2 separate regions of the Mus musculus genome follow, and region 2 is linked to region 1. Evidence: chromatin contacts called from public promoter capture Hi-C data. All regions are on one chromosome and are shown on one strand. Each heading gives the region's core, a stretch centred on a gene start, on an enhancer-like site or on the middle of the called end of the contact. The rest is flanking DNA. Distances are from core to core; before and after follow the strand shown.

Region 1 (6,625 bases), core at 1,771-4,270:
TCACCACAATGTAGCCCTGGCTGGTTGGCTTGCAAATGACTGTAGACCAGACTAGCCTCAAACTCACAGATCCATCTGCCTCTGCCTCCCCAGGACTAAGACTAAAGATTAAAGGTGTGAGCTACCTACCATGTCTGGTGTCTCTCTCTCTCTCTCTCTCCACCCCACTCCCTCTCTAAGTTATTTACTTTTTATTTTGTATGACACATGCATCATAGAATTCAAATGAGGGCCAGATCCCTTAGCACTGGACTTAAGAATGGCTGTGAACTACCAAGTGGATGCTGGGAATTGAACTATGGCAAGAGGTGCTCTGAACCACTGAGCCGTCTCTTCAACCCCCAGAGTAGCCTTTTTAAAAAGACCAGGCTACACAGTCGGTGAGATGGCTAAGCAGTTAAGATCAAGTACTGCCCTTGCAGCTTGATTCCCAGCACTTGTGTTGGGCAGCTCAACATGGTCTGTAATGCCAGCCGCAGAGGGATCGGTTCTGGCTTCCATGGCACCTGTGCCTACATGCACATATCTACCCACCCACCTTCCACTACTAAAAAGTAATATTAAAGGAGGAAAGACCAGGCTACACTTAAAATTTTGTTATGGGTTAGGGGAAGTCACAAAACAGTCTTTACAACATCTGGACCCATGGTGTGTGGGGGGGAAGGGGGGCTTTCATCTCTTGAAATAAAATACAAATACAGGCTGGAAAGATGGCTCAGTGGTTAAGAGCACGGGCTGCTCCACCAGAGGTCCTGAGTTCAAATCCCAGCACCCACATGGTAGCTCACAACCACCTGTAATGGGATCTGATGCTCTCTTCTGTCACACTGGCATATGTGCAAATACAATGCTCATATACATAAATAAATAAATCTTAAAAAAACAACAAATACAAGAGGAAAGAAAATCCTACATTTGCACCAACTCAGTCTAATATTTTTCTCCCGTAAAGAAGCATACAATACCTTGGGCAGAGGGGCGGGGGCCAGGAACAATCTCCCTCAGAAGGGGGTGAAACTCTGAAAGCTGCAGCATCTGAGAAAGCAAGCGGAGCGTGGGCAAAGTGCTGGGGGCACAGAATCCCATAAACTCAGCCCCCCCCCCCCCCCCCCGTGTTCCATGAACAACACCCTTCCTGCCTTCCTTACACCATCTTCAACGCTCTCTCTTAGCAGCTGGTCCAGTGCATTCTGTCTGGGATGAGTATTCTGCAAACAAGATGATGAAAAGAATTCCCACCTTGAACAACGTTCTCCCTGTAAGCCCTGATCTCCTAACATTCCAGAGGGAGAAAGTGTAACAGAAGCTTCCAGGCTGGCTGCTGCAGCAACAGAATTTCCCTGCACGGGGGTGGGGGTGTCTCAACGTGCCTTGGGGCTCCCAGTCAAGTACTTAAAATCCTTAGAATCAGAAGGTCATCTCACCTGCAACAGCAAACTGAGCTCGGTGCGAAGCAGCAGTACTTCTAGTGTGACAACAGCAACCTGGTATTCATCTGGTTCCTCCTGCCCTTCGGGGAAACTCAATCCATCTGGGCGCTCCTCAGTATAGCCATACAACCGTAGTACATCCCGGCCACCCTGGCACACATTCAGGACCCGGTCACCATCTAACAGACCTCCTAGGCAATAGAGCTGGTCCCCCACTCAGCACACCCTCAAGCCTTTCTGGTCAACCCTAAGCACAGGTCTAGTCCCCTTCTCCGATAAGGTCCAAGAGTTTCACCTGCACAGCATCCACCGTGCTGCGAAAGACGGGGTTATTAAACTTCACTGAGCGCCAATACCGGGGCCGCTGCGGGCTGAGGAGGTTGCGACCATATTTTTCCAGGATGTTCAGGGCCGTGGATAGGGTGTTGAGGTAGTTTCGAGGCTGGGAGCATTCAGAAAAGCAGAGTCGTGAGCCTAGCCCACCTGGCCTCTGAGCCTAGGTCCCCTTCCATGGAGCGCCGGGCGGGCTTGACCTCACCTCCCCATGAGCGTTGCAGCGGACCAAGCGTCCGGCGTCCAGCTGCAGGTAGCGGGCGGCTGGTGGCAGAGAGGTGGCCAGAAGCGGCATGAGCTGCTCCAGGGGAAAAACCTGCGCAGAATCCCACCTCAGGGCGCTCGCCAGCTCCTCGCGGGCCGCCAGGAAGCCTCGCTCCTCGTCTCCCGGCATCCTGAGACTGGAGACAGGCTCAGCTTCTCTGCCCTCCAGGGGCTGGCGCAGGTGCGCGCGGCGCCACAGCAGCCCGGGTCACTTAAGCCACCGCCCCGCTCAGCCCCATCCACGGCCAGGGTTACCGGGAACAGGAAGTCCTGGCAGAGAGGGCGGGACTGTGGGCCACTTTAGAGGAAAAGGAGGGTTCGGAGTGACGGTAAAGCTGAGATCAGGAAGGGTGGCCAGGTCGCCGCCAATGAAGAAGCCGCGGCCCGGGCTCCTCCCATAATGCTACGGAACCTTTTCCTTCCGAATCAGGCTCTCTTCTTCGCCTTCCCTTAAACTATCCCGCCCCTTCCGGAGGGACCCACCTCCCATGCGAGGGGTTAATTTTGCCCAGAGCTTTGCTATCTTTATTTCCATAGTGTTGGTTCTGTTCCATTCCCCGGCGGGGAAGTCCCACCTTATCGGGGACCGGCTCTGGCTGCCCTTAGCCCGGCTCAGGCGGGCTCCTCCCTTCTCTAGTCTGTCCTGAAGGGAAGGCAGTCCCGCTCGTCCTGCTCCCTTCCATCTTGCCAGGCTTTCCTCCTTCTTATCCTTCCTACTCTCTCGGATCCTACTTGGTCCCCTCCTCAGTCTAGCGTCATGGAACCCCACCTCTGGGTACCCCCTTTCCTATTGTCCCACCCTCTCTCAGTCCAGTACTTCCCCTGGACGGTCCATACTATAAGCTCCGCCCTTCTCGAGAGGCCGCCTCTATTTGAGTCTCCGCCGTCCCACGCTTTCCTAGCTCCTCCCTTGGACAGCCCCTGATGATGAAGCCAACACCGCCCTTCCTAGTGGCAACTAGCTGGGAATGGCTGAGGGGGTACTACTCACGGTTGGTGGCCGGCCAGGAGGAGGAGAAAAAAGGGAGGGGGCGTGGCTGAGGGGGGTGGGTCTGGGCCTGGAGAGTGAAAGCGAAAGCTGGGGCTGCTAGCCCAGGCTCGAGAGCTGCCAAGTGGGGGGAAGCATGGCCAAGCCTTGTGGGGTCCGCTTGAGTGGAGAAGCCCGAAAACAGGTAAATGGGAACCGAAGCCAGGAAGGAGTGAGAAGTCCTAACGGAGATAAAGCTCGGTGCTCCTGGGCACCAATGGGGCCTTGCGAGCGAACTCCACCGGCCTCTCTTTCTTTAGGGCTTTCTTTCACTTCTGCTCAGGGATTGCCAGTGCCGTGTCCTCGAGCCAATCTGTGCACTGAGCAGGCTCCTCCAGGGGGAAACTAGCTTTGTGGGACAGGTTTGGGCTAGAGTTGGAAGGCACCTAGGTTGGGAGTGGGCCCTTATTCTATACAAACTAAACCCTAACCAGCATCCGGCTACTTCTGTCTGTGCAGGTGGATGTCTTCAGACAAAATCTTTTCCAGGAGGTAAGTCTCTGAATTCAGTCGATGTAACCCAGAGTCTTAGTGCAGAACTCTAGGGCCACAAGCTCTGAGTAACCCACCAGTTCACCTTAATTTTGGTGTCTCCGAACCTTCATGCTTACTCAAGGTGAACTGCAATGATTTGTTTCTACTTGTAATCTGATCAATCTTAGAACTCTTAACTGCTTTTGCCACTCCCCTTGAATGGAAAGGTAAAGATGTCGCCCAAAGGGAAAACCCCATAGCCCTACTTCTGCCCTTCATGAGATTGGGCAAGTCCCTTTATTTCCAGGGCTAGGGTTTCCTCATACGAGAGTCTTGAGCTCAGTGATTTCCATGGGCCAACTTCTGATACGTATCAACAAACCTCTTGCATGATTATTTTTGTAATGTAACTTGCAGGCTGATGACTTCCTCTGCACTTTCTTGCCACGGAAAATCATATCCCTGAGTCAGCTCTTGCAGGTGAGTAGTATAGACCCCTCTGCTCCATCTCCTGACACCTCTCATCACCCATCTGACGGGCATCAGCATGCTGGGAGCTGAGTGAGCCTGGCCGGGTGTGGTGGCACACACGTTTAATCCCAGCACTCGGGAGGCAGAGGCAGGCGGATTTCTGAGTTCGAGGCCAGCCTGGTCTACAAAGTGAGTTCCAGGACAGCCAGGGCTATACAGAGAAACCCTGTCTCAAAAAAAAAAAAAGGCTTGAGCCTGGGTTGGGAGGAAGAGAGATGGAAGGCTGTGTCTGGTGAAGGGAGGAGGCTGGGTAGTGTCTGAGAATAAATTCTACAGGAGGATTCCCTCAATGTGGCCGACCTCTCCTCCCTCCGGGCTCCTCTGGACATCCCTATCCCAGATCCTCCACCCAAGGATGACGAGGTAAGGCATTCAGTGTGCAGAGCCTGAACTCTAAGCCAGTGGCAACACCACCACAGTGTGGCAGCCTCCAAGACTGTTCTAAAGCTGCTTTCCTTATTTTGCCTTAGATGGAAACAGACAAGCAGGAGAAGAAGGAAGGTAATGGAGACCTGGTGAGGAGGGGGGAGGCTGGTGCAGGGATGTGGGTGACATAAAGGCCCCACTCTCATCTTTCTCTTAGTCCCTAAGTGTGGCTACCTCCCGGGGAACGAGAAGCTTCTGGCCTTGCTCGCTTTGGTTAAGCCAGAAGTCTGGACTCTCAAAGAGAAGTGCATTCTGGTGAGCCTGGGCCCTGGGGGAGGTGGGAAGAAAAGCACAGCACAGCTGTGGTCCAGTCAGAGATGCAGGTCTTCAACCCAGAGACCTAATATATAATAAGACTGGCTTTTGTGTCTTGGATATATATGGATGGATATGTGTGTGTGTGTGTATATATCTAGATATCTAGATATATACTTTTTAATTGTGTGTTTGTGTGCACCCAGGCATGTGCAGGTAGGTTTTCCATTTCGTGTATGTACTGGAATTCACTTTGTAGACCAGGCTGGCCTCGAACTCAGAAATCTGCCTGCCTCTGCCTCCCGAGTGCTGGGATTAAAGCCGTGCTCCACCACGCCCGGCACTTTTTTTTAAAGGTTTATTTATTTATTATATGTAAGTACACTGTAGCTATCTTCAGACAAGAGGGCATCAGATCCCATTACAGATGGTTGTGAGCCACCATGTGGTTGCTGGGATTTGAACTCAAGACCTTCGGAAGAGCAGTCAGTGCTTTTAACTGCTGAGCCATCTCTCCAGCCCCGAAGACTCACTTTTGATTCCCAGCACCCACATAGACGCTCACAGCTTTCTGTGACCTCAGTCCCCAGGGAATCCAACACCCTTTTCTGGCCCATGTGGGCACCAGGCATGCACATGGGACATAGGCATGCATATAGCTAAATACCCATAAAGGGGAATTATAAAAAACATACACGTATAAAAAAATAATAACAAGAAATTTTAAGAAAAGAAGTAGTATATTAGGCCTCAGTGATTTTGTTGAGTGAGTCCTCCTTTTAACATAGGTAATCACATGGATCCAGCACCTGATCCCCAAGATTGAGGATGGAAATGATTTTGGGGTGGCAATTCAGGTAAGAATTGGTGACTGAAGACAGAGTGGGAGGAGACTCAAGAGGGAGGGATGGAAACAAGGCCATCACCCGGAGGTCAGAGGAAGAAGAAACAGGAAAGGGGGGGGGATGAACTGTTGTCTTTGCTTCTCACGTCTCTGCAGGAGAAGGTGCTGGAGAGAGTGAATGCTGTCAAGACCAAAGTAGAAGCTTTCCAGACAACCATTTCCAAGTGAGAGCAGCTGCAGGAACCCAGGGACCCTACAGGGATTCTTGAAGCTAGGCGGTTCTTTCAGAGTGATGGGAGACGGGCGGGGTGGGTGGGTGGATGTGGCTGTTTCCATTCACACACATTCCTTCCTTCTCACAGGTACTTCTCAGAACGAGGGGACGCTGTAGCCAAGGCTTCCAAGGACACCCATGTAGTGAGTGCACAGTCCTCCAGTCCTTTAGTTGAGGCTGGCCCCGGGGGTGGAATTGAGGTGGGAAGAAAGAGGACCTGGTCCTGCTTTTTGACTTATACCATGTGGAAGATACTATTCCAAAAAGCAGAGCTGATTAGGGCTCTAATATCTTCGACCCTTACTTACTTCCTTACTTAATACTGTGTGTGTTGGTGCTAAGATGGGGTAATCTTCCAGCTAATCTCTTCTATGTATGAGAAAACAAAGTTAAGAGTCCCGACCTCCCATGGTGCTGACTCAGTTTGCCTCCTCCTTCCCAGATGGATTACCGGGCCTTGGTGCATGAGCGAGATGAAGCAGCCTATGGGGCGCTTAGGGCCATGGTGCTGGACCTGAGGGCCTTCTATGTGAGTGTGGAGTGAGCTCCTGAGGGACGTGGATGCAGGGGGCGTGGGAAGCCAAGAACCTAACTGTATTCCTTTGGCCTTCCTCTAGGCTGAGCTTTATCATATCATCAGCAGCAACCTAGAGAAAATCGTCAACCCGAAGGGTGAAGAAAAGCCATCGATGTACTGAGCTAAGGATTAGAAGGAAAATAAATGATTTATACTTTATGTATATTACCTGTGTTGTTCATTGAGAGCC
Region 2 (6,625 bases), core at 2,604-5,103, 290 kb before region 1:
AGAAGACAGAGGTCGGGAGCATCTCTGTCCTACTCCAAATCCCACTAGATTCCTTAGATAGCAAACTCGGGGCCAGGAGAGGAACAATTACCTGTCATCATAAGAAGAAATCCTCTTGCCATCCATGACTCGTGAGGGTGTCAGGGAAAGCAGACTCAGGGAATACAACTTCTGCAGGAAGTGACTCTCTGTAGAACAAAGTGCAACAGGGTTCTCAAGGTGGACCCAGCCTCACCAGGACACAGATGACCAGACCCAACTTACCTCTGACCTTGGAATCTTTACTGAAGCGCCACTGAGGCACAAAGACGGTTATGTCACGGTGGCCACGGTCCCAGAAGTACTGTACAGCGAGAGCAATACCCCGACTGGAAAAGTAATGCTGGAGTCCGTGCCTGTTACGGAGAGCGTCGACGTCAGGACCCAGAGAAGGCTGCGGCACAAGCCCCTCAGAGGCTGTCTCCAGAACTCAGTCCCACCAGCTACTTACACCATGGCCACGTTGCTGCCATCAATGACAATGTGACGGAGATCTGGCTGGCCAGGCACATTGGCAAGGCACAGGGTGAAAGGATCCTGTAAGGCTTCCTGGAAACGCTGCGTGCCAGTCACCAAGTTGCCCCCACGAGTGCCTCGCTTCCACGGAGACCCTCGGCCTCGAGCTCCAGCCTGCTGCTTGTCTCCCCTGTCTCCCCGATCTCGATCTCGGTCTCGGTCTCCACAGGGCCATGGGGGTTCCGGCGCGGGCGGAGGGCTAGGCACTCTCGGAGGTGAGGCGCTCCCATTGTGGAGCCGCTGGAGGAGAGAGGCTCCCCGGATTGGAGCTGCCCTCTGACAGGGCACATGCGCACCTGAAGGTTCACCCTGCACACTGAACCCTCCTCTTTGCTGAGGAACCTCCTGTTTCCCCGAGGCCTTTCCCTTCAAGGGTGCCACCTCCTCTGCTCCTCCACCTGCTAGCTGTGACCTGTAAGCCACTCCAGGCTCCCAGACCTCTTCCCCAGACAGCTCCTTCCGCCCTGAACCCATGTCCCTGACAGCATCCTGTTTCCTTTCCTCCTTCTCCACAGTATGACTTTGTCCTCTTACTGCTGGCGACTTTCCCGACCCTGCCACTCTGGTGCCTACGAATTCCCTGCCTTCATTCAAGGGAGCCCTGACTCCCTGGAACTGAGGACTCAACAGGCCTGAGCTCCCCACCTCACGAGATGGACCCTGCCCTCTAGATGCCTCCTGCACCAGGCTTAGGAGCTCCTCCTGCACGGCCAGGGGCAGCCGCAGCAGGGCCTCTGTGTAGGCATCCTCCCTAGTCTGCAGCAGGGCAGAGAAGTCTCTCAGCACTCCGCCATTGTCAGGGGCTCCGGGACAAGACTGTAGCTGAAGGTCCCAGCTCAGCCGTTGCACTAACTCCTCCACCCGGCTCTGGGCCATCACAAACGCCTCGGTTAGGCCACTGATCATCAGAGAGCCAGGAAGCAGAGGCACCAGGTGGGCAGATGTGCTCCAGGCCAGGCAGTCAAGGAAGAAACCGTGGGCTCCCAGAAAGATGCAGTGCAGTCTGGGTGGGTAGTGGATCTCACTCTGTAGTTCTGGGCTGCAGAGCCCCTTCAGGTATTCCTAGATAGGGAGGTCAGAGAGGAAACTTCTAGAAGCCATCCCTTTCAGATTCACTGCTCTCCCTGAGCTTCAAGCTATTACATCATCTAAGTAGATACTGTTTCTATTCACACTGTAGACCTATGGAAATGTAAGAACAGACCAGAGGGCTGTCAAGTGATGGAGCCTATTGGCCTTGGGTGCAAAGGGGGGAAAAAGTGGCCGGCCCCCTCTCAACCCCAGGGAATTCCCTGGCAAGGCCCACCTGTACAGAGGGGATTACCTTACTATCTCCAAGAGCATGAAGTGATTTGGTTCTAAAGCCTGAAGAACCTAGGCAGCACAGCAGAAGTGAAACCAAAATTCTAAATAAAAAGGTTTGCTGAGTTCCTCAAAGCTCAAGAGAGAGGCAGCCAATAAGATTGCCAAGAGGCATTTCCCAGTCCCTCCTCCGACTCGGCCTCGGGAGGGGCAGCGTCCTAAAAGGCTTTGTAGCAGCCCTAAAAGGAAGAGGACTTCACCTTGGCTCTGCAGACGTTCTCCTTGGGGCCCTCAAGCTGCAACCAGATATGAGGATTCTCTGGGCAGTCTTTGGAGAGGACGCTCATTCCCACGTTGAAGATACGCTCCAAGCGAGTCTGCTGCTCCCGAACCTTGTCCTCGGCCTCCGCAGACACCGCAAAGCGGTCGGGAGTCGGGGAGGCAAACCCCCAAGTAGACATGGCTTCTACCTGGAGTCCTGGAAGGGCAGAGGCAATCTCAAAGTCTCTGTCTCCCTTCAACCCAAATCCTAATCACATGGCATACATCCAACAATCAACAGGTCGCACCTAGTGACAGAACTGGTAAACAACCCCAGGAGATAGCAAGTCCACCTCGCGGGTGGAGAATATAGAAAATCATCTATACACAGGCCTCTCCCTGAGAGTAAGCCCTTCTTAAACAGGGCTAGCTGGGGTGGGCGACTGGCCAGAGAAAACTGATGACCACCGCCCTGAGAAGGGACGAGTTGAGAGGGCCTCCAGCTCATTTTGAGGGTCACAAGAAGTGGGTGGTTTGAGGAAAGAGTCCCAGAGCTGAGAGGTCTCGGATTTTTTGAGTAGAGGAGGGCCTCTTGGGAAATGAATACGCGCCAGAGGCTCTAACAGTGTAGTCCTGGGGTGGGGGTTTCCCCTATCCGCCTTATTCCTTCACTAACCACTCCCACCTCCCCGCCCCCGCCCCCCCTCCTCGTTTGTCCACTGTCAAGCATCCCACCCGGGGCCCAGGGGCATAGCCCGCCCTCCCACAGCCTGCGGCGGCCGCCCCCAGCCCGACCACCCTCCCGCCACGGCCTTCAGCTCCCGATCGCCCGGAAGGGGGACGCCTACCGCCAAAGCCGCGAGTTCCGCCCGCTCCTCTAGGTGCCCGCGGCGGGGGAGGAGGGGCCCGCGTTTCTCCCGCGCCCCAGGGGCCTGGGGCTGGGAGCCCGAATCTGGGAGGGCCTTCTCGGATCCTTCACCCAACCTAGACTTCTCTCGTCAACAACGCGTTGTGGCTTTGGAGTCACTTTCCGGCCCGGGGCGGAGCCAGCTCGGCTCCTCCCCCGCTAGGGCCGCACTGGCCAGGGCTCGGGGCAGGGCTGCGCTCCTCCTCCCCGGCTCGGCCTGCTGTCCTGCTGCCGAGCGACCCGCCCTCCACATCCCCTGCGGGGCCTACCGGGTCACAGACACTCACCCCACCCCCAACGCCTCCTGCCAACTCTCACGTTCGCCTCCAGTTCCTGGGGTCCTTGGGAGTTCTGCAGTTGATGGTTCCAAGAGAAGTGACTGGTCCAGAGTCACAAGAGAATCCTGCCCTTGACACAAGCACTTTCACCAAGTAGATAGAGTTGGGGGAGTAGGGGGGGAAGGGGGGGGAGATGAGGACACACACCTTGCCACAATAAGGAAAACCCCATGGAGAAAGACTGAAAAGGAGAAGATGAGAAAGGAATTGAAGAAATTTTGTTTCGTGTGTGTGTGTGTGTGTGTGTGTGTGTGTGTACACACCCTTGTGTGGCTAGAGCCCTCATATCCTCTCTCCATTCCTCTTCTCCCTCCCAGGGCCCAACTGCTGTCACTCCATGCTCTGCCAAGGAGGAGGGATCCGCAGAGACAGCAGTAGTAAGGCCAGGCAGAGCTGTGGGACACAAAAAGATACAGGGAGGGGAGTGCCCGGGCTAGGTGCCAGACTCACAGAGGACAGCAGAGCAGGGCAGGAGTACTGAAGCCTTGAAGCAGAGGGGGGAGAGCCAAGGGGACAGAAGACAGGAAAATCTGTGAGTTACAGAGGCACCTAGCAAGGATGGGGACGGAATGGCACAAACCCAAGCTGTCCTTGGCCCTGGTGCTTCTGACCCTGGAGGCTGGGTGGGCTCAAGAAGGGTCAGAGCCTGTCCTACTGGAGGGGGAGTGCCTGGTGGTCTGTGAGCCAGGCCGACCTACTGCAGGAGGACCTGGGGGTGCAGCCCTGGGAGAGGCACCCCCAGGACGAGTGGCGTTTGCTGCAGTCCGAAGCCATCACCATGAACCAGCAGGAGAAACCGGCAACGGTACCAGTGGTGCCATCTACTTCGACCAGGTAATCCCTCTGCCTCTGTCCGGAAGACATGCAAGGACCTGGACTCTACTGTCCAAGCCCCTTTGCATCCCTCGGACTCCAAGGAAACCATTACCTGCATCTCTTGCACCACCTTCCTCTAAGATGGCCACTGACCGTTGGTTGGCCTTCTTTCATTCATACACACAGCACCGTAGCCCTTCCTCATAGTTTTTGACTCTACACATTCCTGTCACACCCGTTTGCCACCCCTTCTCTCCTCACCCACTGCACAAATGCCAACCCAGTGATGCTCCTGAGCTCCCGGCACCCAGAATCCCTCTCAACACAATCTGCTTCCCCACAGGTACTGGTCAATGAGGGCGAGGGCTTTGATCGGACCTCGGGCTGCTTCGTGGCCCCTGTCCGTGGAGTCTACAGCTTCCGATTCCACGTGGTCAAGGTGTACAACCGCCAAACTGTCCAGGTGACCTAAGTGCCAGTCCACCTCCGGGGGGAAGGGAGGGTCATAGTGGACCGCAGCACATCCCTGGATAGCCCTTCTGTTGGACCTGTATCCCAGGGACCAGGAGCAAGGGAGGAAAGGCTAGCAGGGTATGGCAGATGTACAGAACCCAACACTGGCCACCCCTCAGTGCTCACTGGAGAGCCCACTGACCCTCAAGTTCCCAAAAGAAAACTCTTGGGAGGATGGGGGGCGGGGTGTCCTGAGCTAAGGACTAGGACATAGATGCTAACTGGGCTCCCCTCCCCAGGTGAGTCTGATGCTGAACACATGGCCGGTCATCTCAGCCTTTGCAAATGACCCTGATGTGACCCGAGAGGCAGCCACAAGCTCTGTGCTGCTTCCCCTGGACCCGGGGGACCGTGTGTCCCTGCGCCTGCGTCGGGGGAATCTTCTGGGTGGCTGGAAGTATTCGAGCTTCTCAGGCTTCCTCATCTTCCCACTCTGAGGACCCAAGCCTTTAAACGGAGATGTCTAGCATCTTTCTGCCCTTCCCTGCCCCAGAAACAAAGTATCTTTGGAGCAAGAGAAAGGCCCCCTCCAGGCTGCCTACGGCCCACCTCCTTGCATGAGATCATAGTTAAACACCCAAGGCTAGGAGCAGAGCAGAGCTACGGAACCTCTAGACAAAACGCCTCACTCAGGTCGCCCTCCCAGTCTCCTGCTGCCCCTCCTGCCCCTCCGCAGCTCCAGTTTAAGGCAGGGTTTGCTAAGAGGGAAGCTTGCACTTCTTCACAGACTCCACTCCTCCTGTTCTCCACCCCAGCTTCCTGCTCAGCGCTATTTGGTGACAGGTGGCGCAGGTAAGCTTGACAGGCTCCCACAGGGGCCCAGATGGACCAGCCTCATAGTACCTGCGGGCTCCATCCTGTGAGGAATGCCAGCAATGAGAGCTCTCGGCCAGCACCCTGTGAACAGGGCTGACAGCTCAACCACAAAAAAGCAGTGTGGGGAAGGCCACAGAGCATCCGTAGCTGGAGAGACAGGATGGGGCCATGTGCCTACCCTGAACATGTAAACATTCTGCAGGTAAACTGGGACAGTCAGAAGGCAGGAATCCTGCCGTCCATCTGTGCCAGGTCCCAATGGACTCTGGCCCTCATTGCCTGACCAGAGGCTTGGGTGTGTGTGTGTGTGTGTTTGCTCTGGCTAATAGGGGAAACTAGAGCAGGTATACAGACCTGGAGGCAGAGTCAAAGGTCACGAATGAGTCATCAGTAACCACATGTCCTCTCCCTCAGCCACCTCCTAGAACTGCCCCACCTTGGAAATCTGAATTTCAGTCACTCCCTACTCTTGATCGACATGTAGTTCCTCCAGCTGTCTCCCAGCTAATTTCCCTGTAGTCTGCTCCCCCCCCCAAACGCATCGTTCTTCCTCTACTTCTACTACTGTCTTACTCTTCTTTTAAGGTCTCCTGTTACCTGGGAGTCCATGACTCATCTCCCCCAACTAGTATCCCACCAACATCAGAAACTCTTTTTACCCAGTTGTCCCAATGGTCCAGCATGAACGGACCTACCTAGAACAACTGGGGAGCTGCGGCTGTTAAAACAGTGACTTGTCCTGTTCGTGAGGGTGTGAAACAGGGACTGCAGGACTACAGCATGCTGAAGAGAAATAAATTCAAAGCTGGGCATAGCAGTCAACGTTTTTAAAGTGCTATAATATAAAGTACTCGTGCTAAATAAATACCAGGGCAAGTTTGTGGTTTTTTGTTTTGGTTTGGTTTTTGGTTTTTTGAGACAGGGTTTCTCTGTATAGCCCTGGCTGTCCTGGAACTCACTTTGTAGACCAAGCTGGCCTCGAACTCAGAAATCCGCCTGCCTCTGCCTCCTGAGTGCTGGGATTAAAGGCGTGTGCCACCACACCCGGCAAGTTTATGGTTTTAAAATAAAAATCTAGGTGTTCATTCAGGAGACAGAGGCAGGTGGATCTCTGTGA

Evidence for each region. Promoter capture Hi-C pulls out the DNA fragments that hold promoters and counts their contacts.
Region 2: a promoter capture Hi-C map of liver shows a contact between it and region 1, with 2.5 times the contacts expected there. The contact joins the promoter of Cbln3 here to the promoter of Psme2 in region 1. A contact is called at or near these places in 12 of 39 promoter capture datasets (the 3T3-L1 cell line, the C10 cell line, cranial neural crest and 8 more), 1 of 484 Hi-C or Micro-C datasets (B cells), 5 of 115 datasets of contacts at active chromatin or transcription factors (bone marrow-derived macrophages, embryonic stem cells, memory CD8 T cells and 1 more) and 2 of 9 other capture datasets (adipose tissue and liver).

What each region holds. Positions count from the first base shown.
Region 1 is chr14:55,587,416-55,594,040 of GRCm38.p6, reverse strand. It overlaps Psme2 (proteasome (prosome, macropain) activator subunit 2 (PA28 beta)), which reads left to right and starts at 3,020. Exons shown (of 11, transcript NM_011190.3): 1 at 3,020-3,199; 2 at 3,514-3,546; 3 at 3,946-4,008; 4 at 4,336-4,422; 5 at 4,530-4,560; 6 at 4,643-4,740; 7 at 5,529-5,597; 8 at 5,741-5,808; 9 at 5,947-6,001; 10 at 6,301-6,387; 11 at 6,476-6,601. The coding sequence starts at 3,152. The coding sequence ends at 6,556. It overlaps Rnf31 (ring finger protein 31), which reads right to left and starts at 2,299. Exons shown (of 21, transcript NM_194346.3): 1 at 1,969-2,299; 2 at 1,726-1,872; 3 at 1,425-1,580; 4 at 1,149-1,208; 5 at 966-1,035. The coding sequence starts at 2,157.
Region 2 is chr14:55,881,484-55,888,108 of GRCm38.p6, reverse strand. It overlaps Cbln3 (cerebellin 3 precursor protein), which reads left to right and starts at 3,853. Exons shown (of 3, transcript NM_019820.3): 1 at 3,853-4,197; 2 at 4,523-4,642; 3 at 4,932-6,625. The coding sequence starts at 3,922. The coding sequence ends at 5,129. It overlaps Khnyn (KH and NYN domain containing), which reads right to left and starts at 3,167. Exons shown (of 8, transcript NM_027143.3): 1 at 2,967-3,167; 2 at 2,118-2,335; 3 at 491-1,617; 4 at 265-395; 5 at 92-188. The coding sequence starts at 2,318.